Regions from separate parts of the Mus musculus genome. Here all the other regions are linked to region 2. Evidence: chromatin contacts called from public HiCAR-type and promoter capture Hi-C data. All regions are on one chromosome and are shown on one strand. Each heading gives the region's core, a stretch centred on a gene start, on an enhancer-like site or on the middle of the called end of the contact. The rest is flanking DNA. Distances are from core to core; before and after follow the strand shown. Region 1 holds the start of Frmd3 (FERM domain containing 3). Region 2 holds the start of Megf9 (multiple EGF-like-domains 9). Region 3 holds the start of Trim32 (tripartite motif-containing 32).

Region 1 (3,509 bases), core at 132-2,631, 3.5 Mb after region 2:
ACTAAGATACAATGTTATACTAAATTCTCTCTCTCTCTCTCTCTCTCTCTCTCTCTCTCTTTTCCTTTTGTTATTTGATACAGTCTCACTAAGCAATCCAGGCTGGCCTCACACTCTCTCCTCCAGCTTCATCATTGCTAGTGCTGAGGTTTCAGACAAGGGGCAGTAGTAGGTTGATCGCTCTTGCAGTTTAGAGGATTGAGAAATAGATGCCTGACTGTAGGGTGATTACTAGTGCTGGAATTGCAGAGGAAGCAGGGAATACACAGGACAGGAAGAACGCCAAGTGCACTGCTAGCCACAGCCAATCCCTTCCCAGCCTTTTTCCCTCCACAGCACAGGGTATCCCTCTGGATGAAGGGACTGCATATGTAGCAAACGTTAAAGAACTGACAGCTAACAAGCCTTTCTGGTAGCAATCATTCCTCACTGAAAAAGAAACAACAGAGCAAAGCAGCTTTCATTTAATTCCTATTTTCTAACATTTCTCCCTCCATCTCGAAGTTCTACCTACCTGTAACTGCTGCAACATCTCCGTCACCCCTTGAACCTAGAGCATTTCACACAGGGACAGGGGCTCATTGGGATGACAATGAATTCCTGGAGAGCAACAGAGAATTCCAGGGTTTCCAGCACCCAGAGAGGAGACTAAAATAGAATGGGAAACGTCTTTGTCATTAGACTCCTACTAGATTCCTATGCTGTGGGAGGTGGAGGAGGCTCCCTAAAGAGGGTGGGGCAGAATAGAGCTTCTAGTTGGAGTCTAAGGAGATAGGTCCATAAAAAAAATATTAAAAATTAAAAAATCAAACTATTTAAGAAAGACAATTCCTAACTAAAGATGGAAGACGAGGGCTGATCTCAGTTAATATTAACTTTAAAATCGGCCAGGAATATCCGAGACTGTTACCACGGTCATGTGCATGTGCAATGTTTGTGCCTCTTGCCATTGTTTGATAATCCCTTCCAGCCCAACAGTTCTCTCCATCAGCGGAATTCCCTTGAGGGTGTGTGGGTTGTTCTGCACTCTTTGCTGGCCGCCAGGATCCGGGAATTCACAATGCAGGGCGCCTTTGAGTCGAAGAGAAGCAGGGCAGGGACCATCTAGCAACCGCGATGGGAGGAGGGAGGAGGCGGCCAGTCGGAGGAAAGCATCAGGGCCTAGCCTGACGCAGCAGCAGCCCTGGAAGTGGCCCCCGCCAGAGCTTCTGAGCGTCAGGGGACAGTCGGTCCTGTGCCTCCTCCAACCGCGAGCCCTAGGAGGGTCCTGGGCTCCCACCGCCCTCAGCCTTCAAGCCCAAGCCAAGGGAGGTGCCCTCTGAGCTAGCTAGGAAAGGAGGCGGGGATTGGAGCGTGTGAAGAGGAGAGGGAGGGACGGGTTCTCCTCGCCACTCGCCGCTGGTGGCCGCAGGCGCCCTGCGCTGCCACGGTCTCCGGGCGGAGCTGCACCCGGAGCTGCGACTGTATTGAGAACGTGTGAATGTCCGCGTGGACCAGGGCCGCGCGGGTCCCGCGCCTCCTACGGCTGCCTCCCGCGTGCTGCTGTGTATGTTCGCTTCTTGTCACTGTGCGCCGAGAGGCAGAAGGACTATGAAGATGATTCACTTTCGGAGCTCCAGTATCAAATCGCTCAACCAGGAGATGAAATGCACCATTCGACTGCTGGACGACTCGGAGGTCTCCTGCCATATCCAGGTGCGGTGGCACCGGGGGAGGATGCAGGGCGTGCGGTACTCGCACGGTGCAGGAGTGAGTGAGAGGGCTCTGAGGGTAGGCATGCACTGGTGGGAAACCCATCTCAGCAAAGAAGAGCGGCTGGAATGCTGGATTTGCTTCAGTCCTCAAGATAGGGGCTTTGGCCCTCTATAGTCATCTGCTGTGTGTTATCCTTACCTCAGCCCCCTACCCTGACGTGTTCCCTGGGCTCACTTTACGTTGCTCCTAGGCTGAGACTGTAAGCAAATGTCTCTCGCTTGGCGCTGTACTGGTCCCTTTGGAGCCTATCTCACCAGGACATAGAAGCCACGGAGCCAAGGGAGACCCTTGCATGCTACCCCAGTGTCCTTCTTTCTCATCCACCACGTGGAAAAGGACTCCACCAGCCAGGGTTCGCTCCTGTTTCCCGCGCCCAGGCGGTTTGGGAACCTGCTTCTTGTACCCTGCTGTTTCTCTGACAGGAGCCTGATTTCTCTAGTGTGGTAATGGACTTCTCCAAGTTTCCTAGAAATCTTGGGCTCCAGCCTTGAGGAATGGGATGCACTTTGTATCGATTTGGAGCTACCTCTAAAGAAACATGAAATGTGTGTTTCAGAGAAAGGGAAAAGATTCATGAAGCTTGCAAACGAGTCCTGCAGGAAGCTGGGTCTTGGGTTAAAGAGCTTGGAATTTTGGTGACTATTCATGTGGTCAAGTTGGAGAAGGCACGTTGCTTAGTATTTTTATTGGCCTCTCCCTTCCTTGGGAGATCATTGTCTGTGGCCTCGCAAATATATTTGCAAACTGCTGTTGCTGCTGCCTCAGCTGGTGCTGTTGGTGGTTGTTGGTGGTGGTGGTGATGTGTCTATGTGTTTCTATGCACTCAAACAGGCTGTGTGCCCTTTGGCTGCACTTGTTCAGGCAGGTCGGTGTTAGCTTCTCCTATGACCTCATATGACATGCAAGTTCTGCAAAGGTTGTAGCAGAGCTAAGCACTGTGAGCATCAGAGTTTAAAATCTAACTATTTCTAGGATTCCCTCTTCCAGGCTACTATATCTTGAGGTTCTAAGACCCATGCCTGTGGGACGTGAAGGGATTAACACCTCCAAGAGGCAGGAATCTGCCTCTAGCTTGTGCCAGAATTTTTAAAAAGACATTTTTAATTAAAATATAATTACATCGCTTTCCTCCTTCCTCCTCCTCCTTCTATCCTCTCCCCCAAGTCTCCACTCTCCAACTTTTTCCACGTACCGCATCCACAATCTCAACTGATGCCTTTGTTCTTTTATCATTATGGTTACATATATATGTATATGTATGCATAAGACTATAAGCACAACCCTCCCAGTGTGTTTTTATTGTTTGTGTGCATATGGCTTCAGGGCGGATCACTTCTATCGAATAACCAATAAGTGGACTCATCCCTGGGACGTGCTATTCTCCTTCTTTTCCATGGTCATGATTGCCCAATGTTCTTTATAGAGGGTAGGGTTCTGTAAACATTTCCTCCCTCTCAGTTTATATGTATATTGATATTGCCGTTGTTTAGGTGTTGTTTACGCCATTTCCATGAAAGATTGTTTCACAGAGGACATCTGGTATTCTGCATCGTGTAATCTTTCTGCAAGCTTTTACCCGATGTTCCCTTAGCAAGAGATGCAGCAGTCTTTAGGAAGTACCCACATAGGCGAGATTCCCCAGAATCCTTGATCTTTGCATTGTTTCCAATTGTGGTTTTCTCTGAGGGTCTCCCTTTGCATTAAAGAGATGTTTCTTTAATGAAGGATGGTACCTACATTTGTCGGTAGGTAAA
Region 2 (3,277 bases), core at 597-3,096:
ACTTTTAGTAATATGTCAATCTCTCTTTATAAAAAGCTAAAAAGCATGAAAGGTTTAAAAACTAGCTAGTTAGTACATTCCTTGAAGCTAAAAGAGATCCAAATGTGGCTTTTGGGGGTGAATAATCTGCATTCCTACTTGTGCCTTTGCCAAGCTCCAACATACGATTCAAGGCTTAACCATCTGGGAAAATCTTCTACCAACTCAATTATAGTCCAAACTTCATACCTGACTCCACAGTAAACCACTGAGCCTAAGAATTAGGTCAACAATCAGATCAAGCTAGACAAGTAAGTGCTCTGGGCAAATCTCCACCCCAATGCAAAGCAAAAGATCTCAGAAAACTTGCTGAATTTCTTAAAGACGTAGGCCTTATTGGTTGAGTTCCTGGCCTATTTAAGATGCAAAAGGGTGAAAGAACAGCAGTTGTATCTTAACTTTGCTTGAACACTTTCACCAGCAGAAGAGCTGCATTTCCTATTGTGAGTTCAAACAGAAATTGGCATGTCAGCATCAGCAGTAATGAACATCCTACTTTAAAAAGGGGCAAAGATGGGCATCCCTGCTCAAATGGCATTTGCTCAATTACTGACCTTGGAACTGAGACAGAATGAAGTGGTGCAAGGAAGGGATTTAACCTAATTTATAAACTTGCTCAACCTAGATACACACCTGTCCCAAATGACCTATAAAATCTACTTATTTGCAGAGAAAACACGGACTACAATGCCGTTTCTGTTTGTAAGCAAACTACATTGTTCATCTGGGGGAATCCCGTAAAGGTTTTTACCTGCGCATTGATAAAGCACCATCCTAGCTTTCAAACTTTCCCCCAAATATCCCAGGTAGGGTGGCCTTCTGGGCGGATCCAATACAAAAGTTTGTGTCCATTCTGGGACTCTGACAAAGGCCAGAAAACCCTGTTTTAGGAAGAGACCCTAAGCCTTCCATATAGCAGCAGCTCCCTCTGGATGGAGCATGGCACCAGGTTGGGGGACAAAAGACTTTCTAGATTTGGAGGGATTGGGGGTTTACTTTAACTGGAGCTCGGATCTTCCCTTGGGAAGCTCTTGGGCAAGAAGCGGCCAGGGTGACGAGGCCGGTGTGTAAATAGGCAGTGCCTGGGGGAAGGTCCAGAGGACTCACCTGGGGGAGGAGAAGTAGGGGCTTCGGTGACAGGTGCGGTGGGCGGGACTCCGCTACTGTTGCTGCTTCTGTCCGGGGACTCGGCAGTTGGGGTCCCTGGAGTGCTGGAAGCCTGAGCGGTGGTGACTACAGAGGTGGTCGGCGGCTGGCCAACTGTGCTCGCAAGGGTGGTGGGCGCGGGTCTGGAGGGTGGTGATTCCGTGGTGGGAGTGTGTCCGTCCTCCGAAGGGGTGGCGGGCGAGAGGTCCAGAGCCGGGAAGGGGGTGGCAGCGGGTTGTGCGCTGGTGCGAAGAGGAGGAATGATCTCCGGGGAGCCGGCTGACGGGGTTGTAGCCCCGGTTTTGCGGACTGTGGTGCGCGGGGGACCGGTCCGCGGGGCCTGCGCGGTGGGAGCCGCGGTCTTAGGGAAGGGGCTGCTGGCTTGGTCCCGAAGCCCCGGGCTGGGCGACGGGACCACCTGCCCCTCGGCCCCGCCGCCACCGGTGACATTCCCTGCCGAGGCTGTGGAAGCGGCTGCGGCGGCCGCGCAGCACAACAGGGCGAGGCCGCCCAGGCTCGGCAGGCTCCTCATGGCGCGCTCGGCTCCGCCATTCATTCATTCATCCAGTCGATCGGTCAGTCATCTTCTCCTCCCTGCCGTCCGACCAAGGAAAGCGTTGCCGCCGCTGCCGCCACCAAGAGCACCATCGCCACCTCCCTCTGACAGGCGGCCGGCCCCGCGGGCGGGCCTCAACGCGGAGGGAGCGACTGGGCGGAGCGCGCACTGCCCGCCCTCCTCGATAGGCAGCGAAGCCTGGCCAATCGGAAGCCGCGTTGGCCCACGTGATCCGCCCGCTCCCCGGCCTCTTTGTAACGGCGCAGACCAATCAGAGGACTCCAAGGGAAGAGGGCGGGACGTCGGGAGGCGCGAGAGGTGTTGGAGCCGGCTGGGTTCGCTGCGGCTCCGGCTTTGTCTACCCACAGAGCGGGGCGCGGGCCTTGGGCATCCAACGCCGCCGAGCAGACAAAGGACGCGGCCCGCGCGGCAGATTCCAGGCCAAATCATCTGTTCCACTGGGCTGCGAGCTGGACCCGGGGCGGGGAGTCCCCTGTGGACAGCGTCTCCACCCTTCTGAACAATGGGGGCGCCGGAACCGCACCCGGACTCGGGCGGGGGCTGGGTTACATCCCCGCGACGGGCGAGGGTGGTGGCAGCTAATATATTAGATGGAGCTCGGCTCTCACTCTGTTGCTCAAGACAGCCGGCCTTGGCCCTGCGGTATCAACACTGTCAACCCCATTTCAGAGATGGGGAAATTAAAGCTCTTGCTGATGGCTTCAGCAAGCCAACTTCTGTGCCCCCACTAAGCACCTGCTGATGGCATGGGCCTGCACTAAGCCAGATGGGACGGCCTGGAGCCCCATCCTGAGCACAAGAGGGTGTGGAGGAGACAAACTGGCATGCACAGTTTATGCTCAGAACCTCGGAAAGAATAGAATATGACCAGGTTGAATTTCAGCTCCTTGTCTCTCTTGCTGAGTGGTTTTGTGGCTCAAGCAGTTTTCTTAACCACGTAAATGGTGAGATGAGAGGGCACACCCCATCCCCCTCACAGAGTTGTGAAAATGAAATCATGTACTTGAAGGGTTTAACCCAATGCTTGGCCCACGGTTGTAAACCGTCATTAATGCTAACCACTTGGGGTTGCACTATGTCAGGACAAGCCTAAGGTTGGAAAGCAGCCCGCATTGCCTCTGAGTCCCCAGAGATTCCTGCCTGTTGCCTGCATTGGGGTTGGGCTGATAACAGAGCTTGACCCTGGATGACATTAAACTCTGGAGGAAGTTGGAAATCAGGCAGGCAAACTTGCACCATCACCCAGGATCCAGCGCTGCGGGACATGGTAGCCTCAGCTGAGCAACTTTTAGGTGCAATCTGGCAGGACAAGTTTGTCATCTGATGGCTTAATTCCATCCCAACAGCCTCACTGTAAACCCAGTCGTGGCCTCTCCTAGGATGCTTGCCTTTGTGCATGATTTCCCATTAGTCATTCTCCTCTAACCAGACAGGCAGGATGAGATTTGTGTGTGAACTCCTGTGTGTTAACAAAAGCATGCATTTATTTGCCTGAGTGAGTAGTGGGTGGGGAGA
Region 3 (3,669 bases), core at 787-3,286, 4.9 Mb before region 2:
GGCTTATTATCAGGTACCTCTCTTCTATCTCCCAGCACCATCTGCCTAGGGATGCTACTCCCCATGTTAACTATCAGTCAAGAAAATGCCCCACAGACCTGTCTACAAGCTAAGCTGATGAAGGTGTTTGTTTTACTCAGGTGAGGTTCCTGGATGTGCCTAGATTTGTGTGAAGTTGAGCCCCCCCAAAAAAACAAACAACAACAACAACAAAAAACAAACAAACATAAAACCAACAACAACAACAAAATCTTACCAGCACAACTATATAGTGGGGGTACAGGACAACCTAGGTTATACACCAAAATGCTGTCTCAAATAAACCAAACAGGAACAAAGTCCTAGTTAGTTTTTAATGCAACCTGTTACGAAGTGAGTTCCACAGTCCTGAGCCCCTGAATTTCAGATGTCAGAAAGGGAGAGAGAGTGAAATGCTGTACTTTTCTTCTTTTTTGCTCCTAAAGAAATTCGGAATCAAATATGACTAACCATGGCCTGTATACAGATTCTCATCTATCCCAAATAACACACTCTACTGTGGAAAAGGCCTATGGATATTTATATTCACAGAACAAAAAACTCCTAAGTCTTAACTTAAATGCATTGTGGGGGATATCAGGTAGATGGGCTACAGCAAGATAGGGAAAGTTCTTTTATCTTTTCCGGATGTTATAACATTCTTAGTGGAAGCTCATAGTCTTCTAACTTTAACTATACATTCCAATGGTTTACCTTATAGTCAGAAGATTGTTAGGCCAGAGTCATAGGTTGTTAATAAATGGCCATTAAGAGAACTAAAGCTAGCCCAAGATAAATTGACTATGTGTCTACAATATGTTTTATCCTTTCCCAGTTCTAGGTATTTGGTCAGTCCATAGAATTGCCAGCACAGATATAATTTCTTCAAGGAACTTTGAGTCACATATTCTCTGGGAAAGCCTTGGGAGTTCTGGGTGCCTGGGTTGGCTCAGGGCTCTAGAATTATCTGAGATATCAAATTGTACTCAGAATGTATAATCAGGAAATCCGGCCAGGGATAAAATCATGTGAGAACTCCTGAATCACTGAGAAGAGAAACAAGTTGGAGAATGAATAGCCTGGTTCAGAGTTCCATCAAAATCGATGCCAGGTGTATACCGAACCTTGGACAAGATGTGTGGGACAGGGGCGGGAGTGAGGTGGGGGAAGGGGATAAATTTACTTTTCCCACCTTTCTGAGTTATTAGTAACTCATCAAAACAATCCTTAACTTTATTTTGAGATAAAGAAGTAGAAAAATGAAGTTAAGAGTGATTCTGGGAAATTAAAGCCAGGTTCTGACAGGTAGAAACTGGTTACTTTGCCTTTTAACCCCTAGGTCTCAGCTTCTTTTCAAAGTCTGTAGTCTGTCGGAAAGTGTCTAAAGGTATTACTGTTTTTGTTTTGTTGTCTTATCATTGTGCAGAGGGTACACAGCTAGGTGGAATTTCAAATATGAGAGCATAATATTTCAGATTCCTTCATATTCCTCACTAGTACTGTGTGTTTATCGCATTCAGGAGCAGGTATTACCTGTCCACAAACTACCTTCAGGACCAGGAGGTCCTGGCCACAAAACCTCCCGTCTGACAAGGCTCAATGCAGGCTTTTCCCTGTTTCTCCCTCTGCTATCCGCCTCTGCGCTGTTTGGCAAAGAAAACGTCTTTCCTAAGGGGCATGTGTTCAGTGACTCCACTTTGGGATGTGTCACAGGCAGAAACACCTAGCCCGGGGACCTGCAGCTCTTTGAAGGGAGTGTGCTTGTCTTCTTCAAAGAGGCGTCTGTCTGCAAAGTGCCCGAACTTTCTGGAGACTACTACTGGGGGATTAGCATTGACTAACCATGTTTAGACTCTGAAACGGGGCAGAAAGCTGCAATGGCCTAGGTTTCCGGAGCCATCCCTATCTATTCAGCTGGGCCGCGGGCGCTGAGCCCACAGACCTACAAGCCCCAGCATGCCTCGGGAGGCGGGGCAAGTTGACGGGCAGGCGACTGTACGAATTGGCGACTGCCATGGGAAGGACGTGCTAGCGCATGCGCAGAAGGCAGCGGGCGGGTGGGCTGGCAGCGGTGGACTCGCGTCGGAGCTGCGGGCGGTCAGGTAGGGGGCGGGAAGGAGGGTCTGCGACCAGGGACTGTGGTGGGTCGCGGGGATCCAAGATTGAATGGCAGGATTTGGGGACTGGATCGGAGTGGCAGGATCGGATTCGGAAGGGACGGGCTCAGGAGCGATTCGGCGGAGATGAGATGCAGCTGGGGGAGGGGAGCAAAGGGGCTGAGGAAATTTGCAGTTGCAGCATGTCGGGAGGTATGAGGTAATGTGGGGGCCATGCGGAGAGACGGGGTGCAGCATGTGGGAGATGGGAGGATCTGACGTCCCTGGAGGTATCTGGGTGCAGAATATCAGAAAGCATAAAGGAATTTGGCAGGCCTGGATGAGGTTGGGTGTTGGCGGGCAGAATCTTAGGGGCTTTGAGGAGATCGGTGTAATGATAGCAAGATCTGAGATCAAAACAGCCAAGGTCTTGGAAGATCCTAATTGCTGAAGAGAAAGGGATTTCTGTAGCGGAATCTGGGAAAGACTGAGGGGTGAGTTCCCGAGGGAATCAGTACCCAGTTAGAAAATCGCAGCAAAGGTTTGAAGGCAACACGTGAGGCAGGACGGGGGCGGAGGTGGGGGGCGGGGGTTGGAGGTGGCCCAGTACAAGATGGGGATGATGGGCAGATGAGCGATCAGATTGAAGGAGGGCAGAAATCTGAGGTACAGGATTGGAGTTTGGAGATGGCATACAGGGGTGATAGATGTGGGAATTTGAAAATAGATTAAAGGATGTATTGGAGGGATGAGGGACACATAAGAGCTATTGGTGAATTGCAAGGCTGCAGCATACAGTCTAAAAGGTTGAATGATAGATTTGGGATTTAGCGTTGAGAATGAGGTTTGTGGAGAATGAATGGTGGGGAGTGAATGCTGTAACTAGATTATAGAATTCAAAACCAAATGAAATTTGTGAGTAGGTTCTTAGGAGGTTTTTGTTTGTTTTTGTTTTTGTTTTGGTCTTGGCATAACTGAACCCAGAGGGTCTTCTGGAGACCCAGGGACCTGAAAGTAATTTATAAATAAACTATGTATAAATGAATGGAATTTAGGAGAATGTAAGGGTTTGGGAATAAAGACACCAGTCTTCAGAAATCCTGAAGGAGAGTTTGACATTCTTTGAAGGGCAGATTCTTCCTCACTTACTAACTAAAGGCCCTTTAATCCTGAGGCAGGCATGTATTCTGACTATACCCACTCTGACCACCCCCACCTCCTCATCACAGACCCGATATTATAGGCCTTGGGGAAGAAGCAGTGAACTACCTAAGGGCTTCTGCTACCTAGCCTTTTCCCTGTCCAAGGTATGAGCCAAAATGATCTTCAACCTAATATTATCTTATAGGAGGTCCATTATAGCTCACAGAGACAATGGTTCTGGGTGAGAAACAAAACAAGGTTGGAACAAGGCGGAGCCTCCTGTCTACTGAGTATTTAGCCTGTGCCATTACCTAAAGCCAGGGTTCTCAGACAGGGTGCTTTTGTTCTGCCAGGAAACATTTGACCGTGTCTGGATGGAGGCATTGTCAGTTGTCATAGTTGAGGGGTTGTG

What was found. Promoter capture Hi-C pulls out the DNA fragments that hold promoters and counts their contacts. HiCAR-type assays count read pairs that join an accessible place to other places.
Region 1: a contact with region 2 is called in a HiCAR-type map of astrocytes, with 4 times the contacts expected there. The contact joins the promoter of Frmd3 here to the promoter of Megf9 in region 2. A contact is called at or near these places in 2 of 39 promoter capture datasets (cranial neural crest and frontonasal cranial neural crest) and 1 of 115 datasets of contacts at active chromatin or transcription factors (astrocytes).
Region 3: a promoter capture Hi-C map of pre-B cells shows a contact between it and region 2. The contact joins the promoter of Trim32 here to the promoter of Megf9 in region 2. A contact is called at or near these places in 1 of 39 promoter capture datasets (pre-B cells) and 2 of 484 Hi-C or Micro-C datasets (CD4 T cells and CD8 T cells).

Annotation. Positions count from the first base shown.
Region 1 is chr4:74,012,222-74,015,730 of GRCm38.p6, forward strand. It overlaps Frmd3 (FERM domain containing 3), which reads left to right and starts at 1,382. Exons shown (of 14, transcript NM_172869.4): 1 at 1,382-1,695. The coding sequence starts at 1,549.
Region 2 is chr4:70,533,082-70,536,358 of GRCm38.p6, forward strand. It overlaps Megf9 (multiple EGF-like-domains 9), which reads right to left and starts at 1,847. Exons shown (of 6, transcript NM_172694.2): 1 at 1,147-1,847. The coding sequence starts at 1,741.
Region 3 is chr4:65,602,950-65,606,618 of GRCm38.p6, forward strand. It overlaps Trim32 (tripartite motif-containing 32), which reads left to right and starts at 2,037. Exons shown (of 2, transcript NM_053084.2): 1 at 2,037-2,120. All of the region lies in intron 16 of Astn2 (astrotactin 2), which reads right to left.